Linked DNA regions of Sus scrofa: region 2 is linked to region 1. A link is a contact called in public HiChIP or PLAC-seq data. All regions are on one chromosome and are shown on one strand. The core of a region is the stretch at or near the end of the contact, and the rest is flanking DNA. Distances in the headings are between cores, read along the strand shown.

Region 1 (4,817 bases), core at 381-2,880:
TGCCTAGAATTCTACCTGCCACAGAGCACGTGCTCAAAAATCACTGTTTTGGCTATAAGGATATATTATACAGCACAGGGAATATAACCAATATTTTATAATAACTATAAATGAAGTATAACTTTTAAAAATTGTGAACCACTATATTGCGCACACATATAATATTGTATATCAACTATACCTCAATTGAAACAATTTTAAATAAAGTTACACGTATGAAACAAAAAAACTTTTGTGAAGGAAGATCTCCAATTCCTCACTCTCTACTCTGTCCCTTTCCAGTAGGCCCTTCCTGTCCTCGCTCTTACCATTGTCCCCTTTCCTTGTCAATATTCTCAATTTGCCTTCCATCAAACCTGTTGGAAGACTCTTCTGGCTGCCGGCATTTCACTATAGACCTTTCCAGGCAGGTGCCTGTCCTGGCTTTCCTTTTAGGAAACCCCTCCTTTAACCCCCGCCCCCTAACCTCATAGTTGTTAACAGAATCTCCCATAACAATAAAGAGACCACTCAACAGCCACTACCAAACTGACAAGCTGGCTTGCTTACCCCCATCTCTGCAGTCATCAACAGCACACAAGGGTGAAGGCAGAGACCCTCCTGCCCTTGTCAACTCTGTTACAACCCCTCCTTCTCCGCTGTACAAAACACCCCAAATCTCCATCTGGCTTCGGGCCCCCCTCCTCACCTTCAGACTCTAAAAACCCAACCCATCTCTACTTTCCCCAGGACTGCTCATCCTGGCCCCTTTGGGGCCACACCGAGGGCACATTCTCAGCCGTGGCCTTACCCCGCTTCTTTGCAAAGTTCCACCTGGGAACCCTACCCCTGCTGCAAACTCTCCCCAAGCCCTCTGCCACATTCTCTTGGCTCTCCCGCTCCCACTTTTCCTGGCTGATTCTCACTGGTCCTCAACCCCCCGTAAGCCCTTCGATCCCACCACAGACGAGATGCGCGCTGGCGTGCTCCCTGGAAGTTGGCGTCCACTAGGTTACCCAGATCCCCTGGTTCCAAGGACGGGGATCGCCGGGGCCTCAGCGTTGCTGGCTCTCTGTCCAGGCCTAGCACAGAGTGAGGTGCACAGCAGGCGATCATAAATGTGACCCAAGTGCACAAATGCGTCCCGTACGGACCTGGTGCACTCACTTTTCACCCGCCAGAAATGCCATTTCGGGGCGGCCTGACCCGACCAGGAAACGCTCCCGCTTCCTGCAGAGTTGGCACTCGGGGCTGGCGCCGAGCGGACCGCGGCCGCAGACCGGCTGGGGCCCAGGAAGGCCGCGGGGTCGCTTCTCGCCGGCGGCTCCCACCGGAAAGGGACACCATCCTCCCCCGGGCAGCCACAATAGAGCCGGGACCCGGTCACTGCAGCCCCCGGGCCGGCGATCGGGCGTCCGGGGGGTAGCTGTAGGCGCTGCTCCAAGTTCACCAGCGCCGCGGGGGCGACTCACCCCGTGCAGGTGGAAGCCCTCAGTGCCGCCCACGGGCTGCTCGGCGCTGGCGCCCAGGCCCATGGTCACAGTTGGCTCCCGCGCGGGTGTCCAGAATCGCGGAGCCCACCCTGGAGGCCGACTTAGGCGTCACTTGCGCGGAGTCGCCCTCTCCGCGCTCGATTAGCAGCGCCTGTCACGTGGGTGAGTGGCCACGCCCACCCGACTCTGACGCCCCTAGCAAGCGGCCGGCAGCTCTGTTTCCAAGGACGCGCGCGCCTCCGACTTCCGGCCCAGAGAGGTGTGTCCTGGACCCTGATTTGAGAATCCAGCTTCGCAAGGCACCCCCAGGCCCGGACTCGGAGCCGTGGGCGCCTGGAGATGAGCAACAATGACTCCTCTCTTATGGTGCGTGGTCCCGGCACTCCCACCCAGGACTCTCCACCCTTGGCCCGGTGATCCCCCGCGCCTTGCATCTCTCCTGTCACTTCTATGACCGCTCTTACCATCCCCCCTACCCATATTTCACTGTCCTCAGCCTCTTCAGGCGGTCATGGTCCCTTCTTGTCTCTTTCCGTGGCGAGCGGATCCTCTCTAGGGTTCTCTGTGTACTTTGAGCCCCTCATTATCATCCCCACCCAGTCCTATCCCCGAGCTCCTCCAAACTAAAGTGTAAAAAGCTATCTCCATCACCTTGCCATTATCTCCCCTCCCCCTGCCTGTGCCTCTTGTGTCCTTCACCCCAGTGGATGTCACCACCATTTGATCCCCCAGCTATTATTCTTCCCCATACTCATCTCCAGATTCTGTGTATGGGCAGGAACTGTCAGCTCCTAACTATCTCCTGAAATCATCCACTTTTTATCTCCTAGCCCAGGATCACCACCATCTCCCCTCCAGGCACCTACGACTGTCCCCTCCCAACTGGTTTCCTTGCTTCAGCTCTCTTCACCAGCAGTACCCTACCACCACTACCACCAACAACAACAGCAACCATCTGAATACTTTCCCTCCACTCCTCTGTGCTTAAAACCATTCCAGCTGCTTCCTCTTACCCTCAGGATGATGTCTGCGCTCTTTCATATGGCCCACAAGGCTGTATACAATCCAACCACATCTATCCCCAACCCCAACCCCCACAAACCTTAGGGGAAGTGAGACTTCACTTTGAAATTTCAGCCCCTATTATTGTGCGACCTTTGTCAAGCCACAGCTTCCCTGGGCTTTGGCTTCCTTAACTGTGAAGGATAGGGAGAGGATAATGCATAAGATAATGGGTAAAGCCCTTGATATACTTCCCAACAGGTGGTTAGCTCACAGTAACTTGTTACTCTATTGGTGTCATGATTCTTATTATCAGTCCTCTCTCTTCCCCCTTATTCCATTCCTAAGGCAAAACCTAAATTGAATTCTCTATCACATTTGAACCAGAATCTGTGGTTAATTCCAAAACAAATATCTCCAAACTTCTTCCCAGGGAAAATATATGGAGCTGTTCCTAGGGCTGAGAAGGAACAGGATAAGGCCTGAATAGTCTTTCTCTTCTCTTTACAGAAATGGAGAGGGAGAAGGGAATAGAGGAGGCAGTGGGTTAGAACAGAGACAGAAAGAACTGGGGCTGTTGCACCTGTGTCTTCCTTCTCATAGGCTGGAATCATTTACTACTGCCAAGAAAGGTATTTCCGCCACATGCAGCAGGCTGCAGCTGTGGGCCTGGAAAAATTCAACAATGATCCCGTGCTGCAGTTCTTTAAAGCCTATGGAGTCCTCATGGAAGGTAAGGACTTGTCAATTCGTCAACTTGTCAACAGCGCACTGGTGCGCTGGCTCCACCTGGATGCCTACTTCTACCCCAGTCATATTCCCATGGAAACAGTCTTATACGCAGTGACTAGAGTCCCAGGTTCATCCGCAGAAGGCTGTGTAATCCATATCTAGTTGACTTTTGAGACCTCAGAGAGCTCACTACCCCTGCTCTACACCTCGGTTTCTCTGTCTGTAAAAGGAGTGGGTGGAGAGGTGACTGCATGATTATTGAACCAATTCCAGGCTTGGAAGCTGAGAGCTGGTAGTGCAGGAAAGGGAAGAAGTGATAGGTGTGGGCACAGGCAGTTATGGGACAGGATCAGGGAGAGGAGTGGGGCCGATGCAGGTGCTGACTCACTGACATTCGGAAAGTGGTCCTGGGCCAGGGGCCTGCTGAGCTGCCCATGGTCAAAGTCTGTGGACACAAAAAAATAAATATAATTGGTGGCTCTGAACAGCTAGTTGGAACTTCCCAGGGGTCCTTCTTCAGAACCCACCCACAAGTATCCCTGTGAGCGCTTACACGTACATACATCTCTCAGCTCCAAGCCCTCAATCCCCTGGCTTCCTGGGCCATGGTGCCAGCAACCCTTTCAGAAAGCTTCAGCCTTCAGGGAACTTGTGCTATTAGGGAACTTTTGGACCAGTTAGTCCAACCTTGGGTCAGATGGTACCAAGACTTGGGTCAAGTGTATGTCTGCCATGGAGCCGCCTACCCTCTGAGCATGGAGCCCAGGGCATAACCATGTGGGCTGTCTTTGCAGAGCGCATCCAGGATGCCATCAGCAGCCTGGAGAGCATCCGGAATCACCCAGACGTGTCCCTGTGCTCCACCATGGCCCTCATTTATGCTCACAAGTGCTGTGAAACCATCGGTGAGTGAAGCTGTGCTCAGCTTGGCATGGCCTAGCGGGGGAAAGGAGCCCCACTCCAGAGACATAGCCCCTTGCAGGCTGCTGCAAGAGGTGTGTGCACCTGTGACTGCAGATCCCCTTGGCTGGTGATAACTGGCTGCCGGTCCCCTCCCCCTGGAGACCTCAAAGAAGATCCAATACACAATTGAATGGGAGCCACAGGCAGAGAGCATGACAGTGGGAGGAATCCTCCTTCCAGAACCCAAGAGCTGGGGAGATACCCTGTTTTCTTTTGCCAAGATCCTATCAAGAAAAACCAAGCCAGTATAAACAGTTCTACCCTTAATCTCCACCTCTCTAAAGTCAGGGAGCGATTCCGAGATACCGTGTACACACTGCTGTTTCCCTACCCAGAATGGATTGTAGAGATGGGGAGTTGAGGTTGGAATCGTCTGCACAACAAAGTGCTGGGCACAGAGGAGAAAAAAATAAATCTCAAACCTCAAACCCAAGTCCAGGCCTGGGCAGCTCCCATGGCATCACGGGAGCCAGTGTTGCTGGTTCCCAGACCCTCGACTGTCATGTAGTCGGCTCCATGTGTTGAGGGAGCCCAGAGTGTGCGGGGGCAGTCCCCTGGGTCCTCAGTGTCCCCTACAGGACCAGAAAGACCTCCGCATCCTAACTTGTTCTCTTCCTCCTCTCTCGGATTCCCAGACCGAGAGGCGAT
Region 2 (4,737 bases), core at 685-3,184, 48 kb after region 1:
AGCAGATAGGAAGCCTTGGCACACCCCTCCCCCACCCAACCCTCAGAAAGTGACGGGGGGAGGGGACAGTTCCTCAGCCTTGGCCTCCAGGGCCTGGCACTGGGGAGGTGCCAAAAGTTTGCTGGCTACATGAGGCAATTGCTCCTGCAGAAGGGAAATTGCACCTGACAGTGAACGCTTCCTCCACCTAAGCGGGGCCCCTTCACTCTCATTCATTTATTCATTCAATCAACAAATATTTATTGAGCGCCTAGGACATGCCAAGCACTGTGTCAGGCACCTGGGCATACACAGAGTAAGACATACACTAGTGCTGCCCCCTTAGAGCTGTGAGTTTAGTGGGGCGGAGTATAATTAGAGTTACAAACTGTGTTGAGTGCTGGAATGGAGAGTGGGAGGGATATTTTTTTTTGAAGTTAAAATTAGGTATTTATTTTGTTCCACTCCACTAAGGCAAGATATCCCTGGTTAGGTGAAGTCAGGTATCTCCAAGGAAAGGAGAGGAAGTAGGAAAAATACCAGAGTGGGGGCTAGAGGAGGGAGAGCTAGGGAGGTGAGGGGAAAGGGGCAGCCTGCGAGGGGGCTTCAGGAGCCTGGGCAGTTACAGCAGGCTTTAGCCTGAGGGCTCAGGAAGCCACTGAAAGGTTTTAAGTAGGGAGTGACATACCAGATTTGCATTTTAAAAAGATGGCTCCCGCTCAGGACTGGAGGGGGTGTGACCAGTTGGACCAGAGCTAGGTGAGAGATGACAGGCCAAAGGCTTAGGAGAAAGGGGGCAGGAACTTGGTGACCTCTGGAGCTGGGGACCAAAGAGGCCAGTGAAGTTGAGGATTTGGGGTAAGTGATGAGTTGCGCTCCAGAGGACTGTGAGGCATCGGAGTGGAGGTGTCGGGTGGGCAGTGGAGCCAGGCAGGGACCCTCTTGTGTCATGAGTGTGGGCTGTGCGTGACTGTGCCAGGGAGTAGGAGTGACTAAGTGTGTGCGACGGCTGCTGTGGTGTGGGCATCTTAACGGGGCCCCCGGGGAGGGTAAACTGAGGACCAGGAGGAAGTACGTGCTGGGGAGGGAGCCGTGAGTGGGAGAAGCCTACGTGTGCCCGCGGGTGGCCAGTGTAGCTGCGCCCGTGACTCACAGCGGTGGCCTCTGCGTGTGACGGTGACTGACAAACAGGTGAGCATACGACATAATCCCTCCCTCCCTCCAGGGGTCCGTGACTCACGGAGCCTCACTCCTCGCTCTTCTCTCCACTCCCTCCCTGACGGGCGCCGGGCACTCGCCGCAGCCCCGGCACCCGCCCCCGGGGGGAGCCCGAGGAGGAAGGCGACAAATGTCACCTGCTCCGGCCACGCGAGGAACTTCTGAAAAGTTCTCAGGCAACTGGGTCAAAAGGGAACTCACCCGGGACGCGCGCCCGCCGCCACCCCGCCACCCGCGCGCTATCCCGGCTCGGCTGCCACTCACCCCAGGCTCGGGGCACAGGGACTTCTTGGGGTCCCAGTGGCGGGGCGGGGGAGGGGAGGGGAGCGGAAAACCTGAGACTGTCGCCTCCCCGGCTCCCGGCCCGGACTTCCTCCGTGGCGCGCGGTCCGGGGCCAGGCTGTCTTCGTCCTGGCGCCCGAGCAAAGGTGGCTGGAGAAAACGGCAGGGGCCGGGGAGCAGCGCCCCCCGCACGGGACGCCCCCTTCCTAAAGTCTGTCCCACCGGTCTGAAGCCCCCGACACTGACCTGAGATCCGGATGCTCGCCAAGGGCAACGCTGAGACCTGCGTCCCGGCTGGGAACGCCCCCTACACGGCGACCCCGCGCTCGCTAGCTCGCTCAGCCGGCAGCGATCTGCCCAGCAGCCCCTCTCTCTCTGTGCGTCCGGCAGCAGCGGCGGCGGCGGGAGACTGGCTGCGCCCGGCCCCGCCCGCAACTCCGCCCTCCTCGTCAGTGGAAAACTCCGGGGCTCACGGCGCTGACGCATGCCGGGCCTCCCGCCCCGCCCCGCCCCGCCCCGCCCCGCCCCGCCCCGGAGGCACCGCCTCCTCCCCCTCCCGAGCCGGCGCAGCAGCCGCAGGCCTCCCTGCGGACTCTGACCTCGCGCCAGCGCCGCTGGCGCTCTCCACCCCCAGCCCCCTCCTTCGCCCCTCCGCCGCAATCCCGCGGGCTCTCCTCCGCACACACTTTTGGAGAATCCCCGAAGCTCCGGGCCGGCAGAGCAGGATCGTAAAGATCCCCACCTCTCTTCACGGCCCCAGTTCACAGATAGGTAGACTGAGGCCCAGAGCAATGCAGAGCGTACCTCAGGCCATCCGTGGGTGGCAGAGCCGAGGCCTCCTATACATCTTACCCCCACCTTGCCCGAGGCAGTTTACTATAATCCAATCAAATATTCCTTCCTCCCTACCCGCCCCCATCCGCCTGGAAAGTAACCTGGAGATGAACCAGAGGAGGGGAGTGGAGGTGGGGACGGGGCGGGGGGGGGGGGAGGGGGGGGAGAAGGTCATCCTTGGGCCTGACCTTCACCTCTGCGCACGGGCGAGAAACCCTGCAGAAGCCCAAAGCTAGGGATTCCTGGAACCAGTTTACCCCCACCCCACCGCCACCCCATCCCTCCCTTAAAAAAAAAAGAAAGAAAAAAAAAAAAAGGAAGAGAGAAGGGTAGTTTCTTCTGAGCCAGACCCTGGCCACTTAAATGGCCCACTGCCTGCTCTGCTCCCGCCAAGGCCTTTCCTGACTAAGGGCCAATTCCTCCAATGTTACTGCGCCTGGGAAAGTGTGTGCATGTCTCCGCGGCGAGTTCTGGCCCAGGAGCCCACCCTCCACCCATCTTCCCAACCCCTGGTCAGATCCGACCCACCACCACCCACCACGTCTCTTGAGCGTTTCCACCCTCACACCTTTGCAGCAGCCTTTCCTCTCACCTCGAATGCCTTCTTGTTCTCTCACTGCTTAGCAAAATCCCAACGCCCTTAAGGTCTCAACTTGCACTGCCTCCTCCAGGGAGACTTCGTGGGCTCCTGACCCTCCCCCTCCCAGTCTGGCTCCCGCTGCATTCTGGGTTCTTCTCTGACTGTCCTAGATGAGTGCTGTCTGTGACTAGTCCAGCCCTCAGGGTTGCTTTCTACCTAACTCCAGGTGAGCAGTGGGGGTGACCTGTTCTGCCTGGTTGGCATCTGGGGTACAGATGATGGAAAGATCTCCCTTAACGGCCACAGGTGTGTCTATAGAGGGGGTCAAGAGGGGGTCTGCCTGCCCTTTCCTTTTCCTAGGAAGAATGTAAGGGGGAAGCTACTGCTCCTGTTCTTCCTGGATGCACTGAATGTATGTACCTGGGGGGGCCTTCTGGGGGAGGTGGCTGGACAGCGGAAGCCAACCTTCCAGTGACTTCCCAGTGCTCTCAGGATGAAGTCTCAACTTCATACCTACAAAGCTGGAATAATCAGGCCCTTGCCTACCTTTGCAACCTCACCTCTCTCTTCAAAATGCCTGTGCATTTCCTTGTGAGTTGTCCCACTCCTTTCCCTGCTCCTTAACGATAATGTCTTTAATGTGTGCACATTTTTTATTTGTACATTGTGCTTGTAATACTGGTACAACCACACTAGTTTTAATTTACACATGAGATATTCAGTTCTATACCTCCTTAAGTTTCTTGCATCCTTACCTCTGTGCTCCAGCCCACGCCCTTGATAACTGTATTCCAGGAGTTCCCATCGTGGCGCAGTGGAAATGAATCCCACTAGGAACCATGAGGTTGCAGGTTTGATCCCTAGCCTCGCTCCGTGGGTAAAGGATCTGGCATTGTTGTGAGCTGTGGTGTAGATCACAGACACGGCTCGGATCTGGCATTGCTGTGTCTCTGGCATAGGCTGGAGGCTACAGCTCTGGTTCGACCCCTAGCCTGGGAACCTCCATGTGCCATGGGTGCAGCCCTAAAAAGACAAAAAGATACACACACACACACACACACACAAACACACACACACACACACACACAAACTGCACTCCAGTCCTGATTGCTGGCAGTCAGTTTTGGGGGTGTGTTCTGCTCATCCTGGTTTAAACTTCCAAAGATGCTAATCTCCAGCCTGTACCTGCCTTGCATCCCACTTCGCTGTATGGTTTCCTAGTGCATTTCTTTGTGAGTTGTCCTTGAGCATTAGGAGGGCAGGGGCTGTGACTGACTGTCCTCTGTGCTCCTTGAGAACGTATTGAATAAATTAGGTCTGCATAGTAAATGTGTGCAAGGATCTGGGACTCAAGAAGAGGGCAGGGCCGGAAGTGGAGATGGAAGGGTCATCAGCGTATACAGCTTCTACACTGAAGCCCTGGGTGTGGCTGACAGCTCAGAAGTCCCTTGCTAGAGGTGACTCAGCCCTTAGGGCTATGTGGTGGGTGGCCACCCACTTGCTCCTACCCCCTTCAAATACTCAGCTGTGATGTCTCCTGTGGCTGCTGGGTTGTAGGGCTTTCTGGTCCCAAGGAATCATTTGTTCCACTGCCTCCGAATTCCTGCCTCTAATCCTCTCGCCAGGTCCCCTGGACAAAGGGGGTCTCTGTGACCTATAATGAAGTTCTAGTTTTCTCTGGTCTGTCTGTTTCTTTGTCTCTCTCTCTCTCCTTAAGTCTTCCATTTGTAAAATGGGAGCACTGGACCAGAGAACTCCACCACCTTCAACATTCCCTGAGTTAGTTTCTAGAAGATGCTGCCCGCTCATCAAGGAACTGGGCAGTGTTGGGCACTAGTGTGAAT

The links. HiChIP or PLAC-seq counts read pairs in DNA pulled down with a chosen protein or histone mark.
Region 2: an H3K27ac HiChIP or PLAC-seq map of alveolar macrophages shows a contact between it and region 1. The contact joins the promoter of CSRNP1 here to the promoter of GORASP1 in region 1. A contact is called at or near these places in 1 of 5 promoter capture datasets (liver), 3 of 47 Hi-C or Micro-C datasets (epiblast stem cells, heart right ventricle and skeletal muscle) and 2 of 2 datasets of contacts at active chromatin or transcription factors (alveolar macrophages and skeletal muscle).

The regions. Positions count from the first base shown.
Region 1 is chr13:23,795,878-23,800,694 of Sscrofa11.1, forward strand. It overlaps GORASP1 (Golgi reassembly-stacking protein 1), which reads right to left and starts at 1,631. Exons shown (of 9, transcript XM_003132121.4): 1 at 1,452-1,631. The coding sequence starts at 1,514. TTC21A (tetratricopeptide repeat protein 21A) reads left to right here and starts at 1,641. Exons shown (of 28, transcript XM_021071679.1): 1 at 1,641-1,838; 2 at 3,078-3,207; 3 at 4,001-4,111; 4 at 4,805-4,817. The coding sequence starts at 1,812.
Region 2 is chr13:23,843,264-23,848,000 of Sscrofa11.1, forward strand. CSRNP1 (cysteine/serine-rich nuclear protein 1) reads right to left here and starts at 1,935. Exons shown (of 5, transcript XM_003132123.4): 1 at 1,726-1,935. It overlaps LOC106505568 (a long non-coding RNA gene), which reads left to right and starts at 550. Exons shown (of 3, transcript XR_002338214.1): 1 at 550-837.